Linked DNA regions of Ovis aries: region 2 is linked to region 1. The links are chromatin contacts, called in public Hi-C maps. All regions are on one chromosome and are shown on one strand. Each heading gives the region's core, a stretch centred on a gene start, on an enhancer-like site or on the middle of the called end of the contact. The rest is flanking DNA. Distances are from core to core; before and after follow the strand shown.

What was found. Hi-C and Micro-C count contacts between places; a contact is called where the count stands out from the background.
Region 2: a contact with region 1 is called in a Hi-C map of muscle, with 2.4 times the contacts expected there. The contact joins two enhancer-like sites. A contact is called at or near these places in 11 of 16 Hi-C or Micro-C datasets (blood, hypothalamus, liver and 6 more).

Annotation. Positions count from the first base shown.
Region 1 is chr3:43,665,683-43,669,852 of ARS-UI_Ramb_v3.0, reverse strand. The region is part of intron 1 of SERTAD2 (SERTA domain containing 2); the gene reads right to left. Among named protein-coding and RNA genes, the nearest start is that of SERTAD2, 99 kb to the right of the region's middle. Within about 2 kb of position 1,867, at least 45 of the 54 cell types and tissues checked have an H3K27ac peak or open chromatin away from gene starts, as enhancers often do. A contact at or near this core is called in hypothalamus and liver, where this site is marked.
Region 2 is chr3:43,584,530-43,588,699 of ARS-UI_Ramb_v3.0, reverse strand. All of the region lies in intron 1 of SERTAD2 (SERTA domain containing 2), which reads right to left. Among named protein-coding and RNA genes, the nearest start is that of SERTAD2, 18 kb to the right of the region's middle. Within about 2 kb of position 2,454, at least 21 of the 54 cell types and tissues checked have an H3K27ac peak or open chromatin away from gene starts, as enhancers often do. A contact at or near this core is called in hypothalamus and liver, where this site is marked.

The sequences.
Region 1 (4,170 bases), core at 618-3,117:
AAACCCTCCAGAAGGAAAATCCTACTCAGTATCCAAGGGAATAAATGCTGCAAAAGGTGTTTTAAAAGAAGGTCAGGATTGATAGCTTAGTTCCAATTTCTGAAGGGAGGAAATCACTGGGGAAGCTAAGACTGACCATATGATCAAAGAGGCAGCCAGGAGGGGCAGCAAGCGGCCAGCACACCAGGGCAGACGTGGAAACAGCTCCCAGCTCCGCACCACCCGATGCTCACAAACACTCGTTTGTCCACACACAGAGGCAGGGCACACGGGGGAATCCTGAAATTTATTACTTTAAAACACCTCAAGGCTGGATGGTTTGCACCTTGTGTACATTTTCAAGAGCTTGTTCCAATTTCCTTTTGGACCAGTAAGTGACAAGTAGAAAGCCAGGGTGTTCCTTTCTCAGGAGTGTAGCGGGCTTCACGAGTAAGTGACATGTCTCAACAGTCAGTTTACAGGGCACAGCTCAGTCCTGGTGTCTGCCATCAGGGGAGGGTAGTTCCTAGTGGGGCCCTGGGCTCCCCGGGAGCGTGTCTCACTCTACGTCCTCACCAGGCTGAAGAGGCTGGCGTCTGCTGTTCGATGAGCCGCTGGCCTGCTATGCCTGTGTCACTAGTTAACAGCTCTCAAGTGAAAGGCTCAGTCCCGGGTCTCCCCAACCACACCGTCCTGTGTGACTGCTGGTGACTACGGGCTGCTGAAGGGTCCAGCAGTGCCCATGCTAACACTAAAAACCATAAAAACGAGGCGTTCACAGTAACGCTAATGACTCAGAATGATAACTTTCCCTCACAGAGCTACCCAGTTTGAAGAAAAAAGAAGCTATGATGTGTGACGAGTGTCTTCAAGCAGGCTAGCAGAAGCTATTTCCTCATTCAGACATCCTGAGCCGCCAAACCCAAAGTTAAAGTCCTGTAAATGGAAACACGCGCACACTTTCAGTTTCTTTCGGGGGCAGTGGAAGAAGAAAGAAGTTGCCCCTGGCAAAACTACTGAGTGGGCTGACAGTCTCTCCAGAGCAGGAGAGAGGCTGGCTACAAATGCCGGTGAGACAACTTCTGAAACACAGAATATTCTCATCTCTCCCCTCTGACGCCTGCCTCAGGGTATGCTTTGGGTCCTGCTCTTGAGGTGGTCCAAGTGGAGAGCCCCTGCTCCTGACCAGGACGCCTGCCACCAGCCTCCGGCGAACTCTGGGAAGAGCTCTTTTGTCAGCTGGTCACACAGCACCTCCCGGGCAGGAAGGAGAGGCCCCCTCCTTGTTCCACAGGGGAAGCCAGGTTCCCTTAGACAACTTTCTATACTGCTAAAATATTACACCTTAATAAACATCCAACATTCAGGAATCTGATAATGGCTATGCTTTTGACATCCTTCCTCCCCCAGGTAACAGCAGAAGCCACGGGGTGGGGGTTGGGGGACACGACTTAGGACACCCTGAAGGGACATGGGCGGGGGGATGCTGGCAGATCTGGGAGAGAGCTGACAGAAAGTGGGGTACTCCCAAAGCCAGTGCTCTGGGACAACCTAGAGGGATAGTGGGTAGGGAAGTGGGAGAGGGGGTTCAGGATGGGGGGAACACATATGTATACCCATGGTTGATTCATGTTGATGTATGGCAAAAAGCATCACAATATTGTAATTATCCTCCAATTAAAATAAATTAATTTTAAAAAGAAAGTGGGGTGCCTGCAAGGATCTGCCAGCGGGGGTGTTCCATGCACTGTGACCCGTGCAGTTCCCCAGTTCCTGGGGGTGAGCCTCCGGGAGGCCATGCGGGGGTCAGCACTCCCCGAGGCTGCCTGCAGACCCCAAAGCGACTGCTTCCGGCCTCCGGGAATGGCAGAAACACGGGCAAAATTCCAACAGGGAGAAAGCCTCTGCGTGTTTACTCCCAGAAGACAAGGGAGGGTGAGTAACTGAACCCCTAAAGCTGCCCCTATCGGGGAAGTTTTCTTTTTTCTTTTTCTTTTTTTAAGCCCAAGCTCATCCAGGATGAGGTCCCTGCAGTAACATCCATGCTAATTGCTAAGTAAGACAAAGCCTTCCCTAACAAATCAGCAATGTAATTATGAAGCCAGTCACTAGATCTAGCCAGTTAGGCGCGCTCGGCGCGGCTCCGAGGCTGTAACCCGACACCACTGTTTGCGGAGGCGCCTCCCCGGGCTCTCCTGGCGGCGCTCTCTGCCGCGGGTAGCGCGCGGCCGCGCATCCGCGATCAGACTCCAGTCGGACGGGTCCCGCAGCGAACAATCCCCGGGCTTTCTCGACAGCGTCTTAAAGCCTGGAGACAAACCGAAATTCGGCCAGGAAGTCAACCTCGAAGTCAACAGCTTTTACTGTTTGGGGATGTAAGAAACTCTTGCCTTCCCTCCTAGGACTTTTATCTACTTCTATGAAATTGCAGACGGTTTCTGACTGGTTTGTCAAACATAACCTTTCCTCTTGGAAAAAGAAAAGGACATTCTCAAATGTTGATAACTGCATTTAGCAAACAAATCCTGCGAGATAATATTTCAAGTGAATATTTCTTAGGAATAAATTATGGCCTTGTTAATAAACATTGTAAAGAAACAGGTTTTTTAGACTGTAACTGTTAAGTAATAGAAAATATTTCTAATATCCTGTCTTACTGGTTCCTCAGCCAGCTGGGAACTTTAGGTTTCAGACCTAACTCTTAGGAAGCTAGGGACATCAGTCACCTTCCAAAGATACTGAGGATGTTTACAATCCTTAGTTTACGTAACAATTTTGACTAAAAGCACTGCACACCTAAAGCAAAAGACTGAGCCGAATTATACAGTTTCTAAATTTAAGATAAGCAAAAAAAAAAAAAAAAAAAGATTCTAAGCCTGGAATAGGCTTTAAAATACTCTAGAAAAAAAAAGACCATGAAGATGAAACAAGACTGACAAAATATTGATGACTGTTAAAGCCCAATGATGAGCACAAGGGGATGCACTGTACTCTCTCTATTTTTGAGTGTGTTTGGAATTTTCCATAAGAAAAAGGTAAAACATGTACACACACATCAATACATATTTTTTAAATTCTACAAATTTAGAAAAAGTCAAACAAACACAATGAACTATTTACACCCTCAGTGAGAACTATGATATTAACTTGATAGGCTATTTTACTCAGAAAACGCTATAAATGCTCTTTGTAAACAAGCATGCCCACTGCAAGTTGGAGCTCCTCTTGAGCTTTGAGAGTATCACATCTAACCACAAGGGGGCGCAGGAGAGCAACAGGCACTCCTGAATTCTGATTATTCACCACAATTTCTATCTACAGATCTCAAAGTATACACATTTCCAAGACTGTTCCCTAATTCAGGTCTCCATAGGACACTGCTTGGCAAGCCAAGAGCCCTGCCAAGACCACACTATATTATGCTATGGTTCAAAATCTGGAAATATTGTATAAAGAAAAGGTTGTTGTCTGTATATAAGTAACACTGATGTTTCAAAATCCATGACTAAAATCCCTGGAGGATTCCTGAAGCAAGAACACACACAACAAACATACAACCTGAGTCATAAGATGTGGACTGGGAGAATCCAGTAGTTCAGAATTTCCAGTGGGGGTCCTAAAGTGATCTCCAACCACACAATGAGTATCAAGGTTAGCAGTAGGAATTTTACTAGGATAGAAAAGCCTTCAACAATCCAATTGCTTTGTAATAACAGGAAATTGCCTCCACACTGAACAGAAATGGCTTCTGGCAGTTTTTTGGGAAAACTTCATAAAGAATATTGGGGAGGAGCCGTTAAATTGTAAAACACTGGTAACCTTAGAGAGATCATGAAGCAAGTTGATTATATAACTTGCTGGAATTCTCCCTATGGAAATTACAAATTACACCACTGTTTGAGGTATTGAAGTTCTATGGTATTGTATGTTCATAAGAGACGAACTATTATCACCAATCTTTCCACAGGAAACTTGGTAAATATGAACCATTATAATATTATTTTTATAAATATTATTATAGACATTAAAAATTATGATGCTATTCCACACTAATTTATTGTTAGGAACTCAGCTTTAGCATGCTGAATCTAAAGCCTCATTACCATTAAGGGAAGGACTTCTTAGATTTGAATTTCTTTCCCTTAAGATTATATGCCAGTAAAGGCCAACCAGCCTTGTCCCACCCCCATT
Region 2 (4,170 bases), core at 1,205-3,704, 82 kb after region 1:
AGATTTCAGTTGAACTCTAGTACTGCTTACTAGCTAGGTGCCCTTTGACCAGTCAAACCTCTCAGAATTCTGTTTTCTCATTTATAAAGGGAAAGGGCAGTTCCTCACGAGGTGGTCAAGGCTGCGGGTGCTAAATAAAATCTAATAATGCTCCTGAGAGTGATTATAAACCGCAACACACCATACAAATTCAGGTGGCATAATCATTTGTACCAAATCTGCCAAAATGGTATTTTCCAACTCTGAAATGCTGAAATAAAAACCTAGTGCTCTTATGGAGGGCTAAAATTCAAATTCCACCTTGTTTTCTGCTTATATTTTATCCACTGTGGGACATATAGCAAGATGATTACTTAAGAGTTAAAATCAAAGGCCAGCTTGGCTCTCCCCCTGACTTCACTTACCTAACATCTGTCCTCTGCCCTTACTACTATGTGTTTACAATTACAAACAGCCGCTTGCAGAGATGAGAAACTCCATGCTGTTAAGTGATAGCCTGGGACACTTAGGCATCAGTTCTTTAACTTAAAGCTGGGTTGGGCAGACCCCCTGCAGCCTTTCCTGTAACCAGTGGGCACGGGCATCCCCCACGGGCAGCACTGGGGAAGTCCCACACTGGTGCCTGCCCCGCACTGGTTGGCACTGCCCTCACTGCGGAGGCCACTCACTGCCCTGGCCACTCCACTCCCCCAGCACCCCCAGACTTTGAGACTTCACTCCCCAACAGAAATGAGGGGTTCTGACTGGCAGCTGTTACTTGCTCCTTATTCACTGTCACAGATAGAAGGAAGCAAAAGATGCTGAGAAGGTAGTGACTTGTGTTAAAGTAGATCTGACGTACTACCCCTCTATTCCTTCAAACTGCTATAATTTTTAAAACTAGCACACTGTCTTTTAAAGGCAAAACGACTTTTTCCATTCAGTGAAATAAAAAGCAAAACAAACAGCTCTTTGGTTCATTTTAAGTTATGCAATAAAATACATTTCTTTCACCCCAAATGCACTTTTTTCCTTGGGTATAGTTTAGTCAACTACTATATAAAGATGCTAGACTTACTGAGGTTGCTAATACAGTTAATCTCTGATTATCACAGTTTCATTTAAAATCCCTTTTCGAGTGCCTACTATGTACCAAAATGCAGTTTTAGAAAGCAGTTTTTAAAAAAATTATACTTTCTTTTTTAATACATAGGATTTAAATGCATTTTCTGTCAGGGGTAAGCTAAAATCAACATTAATTTTCATTCCCTAAACACAAACGTAAAAATGAGGGGAGCTGGCTCAAGTTGGGGCATTCAGTAGAGAAGTTAAGGTCCCACTAATTTACCGTGAATAGTCCACTCACATCTAAACACCCTTCTGCCTACTCTTCAATGTCACATTGAAAAACCTACTCGGAGTCAAAAAGAGAAAACCAAGAGTTATCTACAGCCTCAAGTATTCCCAAACCACATATGCAACTATAAATCAGGAAGGTCACTGTTCTTTTTCACTTTTTGTAACTGTCTGAAAATAAACTAGAAGTGGGCACATGAGAAAGACAACTATTTATATAACAAACACATTATATTTTAACCAGTAGCTCAACTCTCTCCTCCTTCCCAATAAAATCCTGATTTCTAACTAATAGAACAGCCCCTTCATGTCAGCTTTGTCTCTTTCTGTTAACAACACAGAAGAATTACGATTTTATATAGCTTTCAGAGGCCAAATGAAGAACAGGATCACCTTGTTAATAAATCTTCCCAATTAGGCTGGTGAGTGTAGACTTATGCTACATTTTTCGAAAGGCTCTCTCTGAGGCAAGGGAGTGGGTTAATGTAATGTCTGGGAGTTCCCAAATGCAACAAGACTGTATCTGATTTTAATGCACAGATGTCTTGACTGGGGAAAAAAAAACTCATAAATTATCTTCCCACACATTTTAGATGGGAGAGGAAGTTACAGAACAGAACAATTAACAATTATTAAAGAAGTTATTTAATATAGTAAAAAGAGAGACAAAACAGTGTTTAGAAGGCCTACATTTCAGTCATTCTACCCCTAACTTTTAAATTCTCCGGACATGAGTTAGCTCATTTCTAAAATAGAAATAACTGCAATTCTCCTGCCAATCACACAGGTTTTTCATTAGGATTATATGTGAAAATTCAAGGTCATGTACTTCGCAAATTGTTTTAAAGGGCTATGCTAGTATTCCTGACATGAACGAATCTCTCTGCACTGCACTGATTCAGGTGCGAATGAAGATCAGCGCCAGTGACAGGCCTTCGGCAGGTTTGCCAACCGAGAATCTCTAAAGTGGGTTCACTATCACTGCTGCATGGGGTGACGTCAGGCTGTTGTTTACGGGAGGAGAAAGGCTGCCAATTTCCACTGAGCAGAAGACGGCAGCGGCCAGCCTCCTTTGGCTGCGTGTGAGCAAGAATGGACTCTTTATGTGCGGCTTGTGTGGACATGCAGCGGTTCACGTGCGGGGCACCAAAACAAGGAGGCCGCTGTGTGTGTGTGCACGAGCACACGCTCTGCGCCTGGAGTTGTCACTAAGGAGGCTGAGCAAAACTGATCAAAATGCAACTTTCACTTTTGTTACTCTGAAAGGGAAGAAAAAAAAAAAGCTGCCACTCTCAGAAACTTTATCCTCAGTTAGATTTTTTTTTTAAGCATTTTTAAAGCAGGAACAGTCAATTCTTCTAGTTTTGACAGATTCCCCCTCAAGTTCTACAAACATTCACTAACAAAAAGAATTATGGAAGATATACTTCAAAGCACAAAATATATTCAGACTGCAGTAACTTAAGTTTTATAGGAACAACTTCATTTTCAGAGTGGTTGGAGTTGCTTCCTCCTGTAAGTTCAGGAAGTACTCGCTCAAGTATTAACACACTCTAACTAAATCCACTTCAGGGAGATATTTTGTTTAGTTTATTACTATAGTAGAAAAAAAAAATCTGGCTTATTAACATATGCCCATTCATGAAATTTCCTGGCAGAAAGCAACCTTATATTAAATCAAATATAGAAGGGCAAAAAGAAAATAGGGGATGCATTCATTACACTCTTTCTTCAACTATCCAGTGCCTTCTGGGATAGCAGTCAAATCAGGAATAATATGGGAATGGATCATGTTTACAACTGGCGCTGAAACTTAATTTCAGACAATAAATCTAGTATAAATCCTAACATTGGAACGAATACTGAAGAAGAGATGTGGGAAATATTTTTGGAACCTGGAAATGTATTTTCTTTGGTTCTGTTGTAAGAATGTACATCTGAGAAGGAGAAGAACTATTGCTCAGTAATAAAATGAAGTAGAGGAAGAATCCCAAGCTCTGTTTTCGGCACTGCAGCTGATTACTATATAATCCCAGGTCAAATACTTAGCCAAAATGTGCCTTATTCTTAGCATCTGAGAACTGGGGATGATAATAGCAAACACTACTTTCCAAACTTTAGGAGAACATAAGAAAAAAGATAATGAGTGGAGGCCTTAGGCAATATTATGTTACAGGAATTAGAAAATAACAGAAACACAGCCTGGGAATCCTGCCTGATATTGGCCAACTCCTTGGAAAGCTGGGGAGGAAAACGTGCTAAACAAGTAGGAAGTGTTATTAGCACTTCCTTCATTTTGTAGTCAGACATAACAGTAGCAAGAAATATATGGCACCAGTTCAACTTTTCCAGGGCTGGTTCCAGCAAGTAACAGTGGCCACACATTCTTAAACACATCAAGAAACCTGAAGGGCCATCCTGGGTGCCTTCTAAACATGAATGATAAAAAAAAAGATGCGAGAAAATCTTATAGAAAGATATGGAGTAGATTACCCATTATACATCTATACACACCATTATAAAATGGCTGTTGCCAGCTTCATTCCTTCATGCGGTGAAGGACACCTGATCACACAAGTCAACGATGCCGCAAAACAATGGTAACAAAATGGCAGCATGCAGTAACACTGACGGCCTGACAGTCAGTGATGTTTTAAAAGTACAGGAATTTTACTGACTGAACAGAGCAGGGACTAAAGCACAGCACTGCACATCCTGTTACAGTTCAAAGTTCATGAAGATTTATTTTTAATTTAGAAGAAATAAAACTTTACATAAAGTGAAGCAGTCAACTTGTCAGTCCAGGTGATAAGGAAGAGGATGAGTATGAAAAAT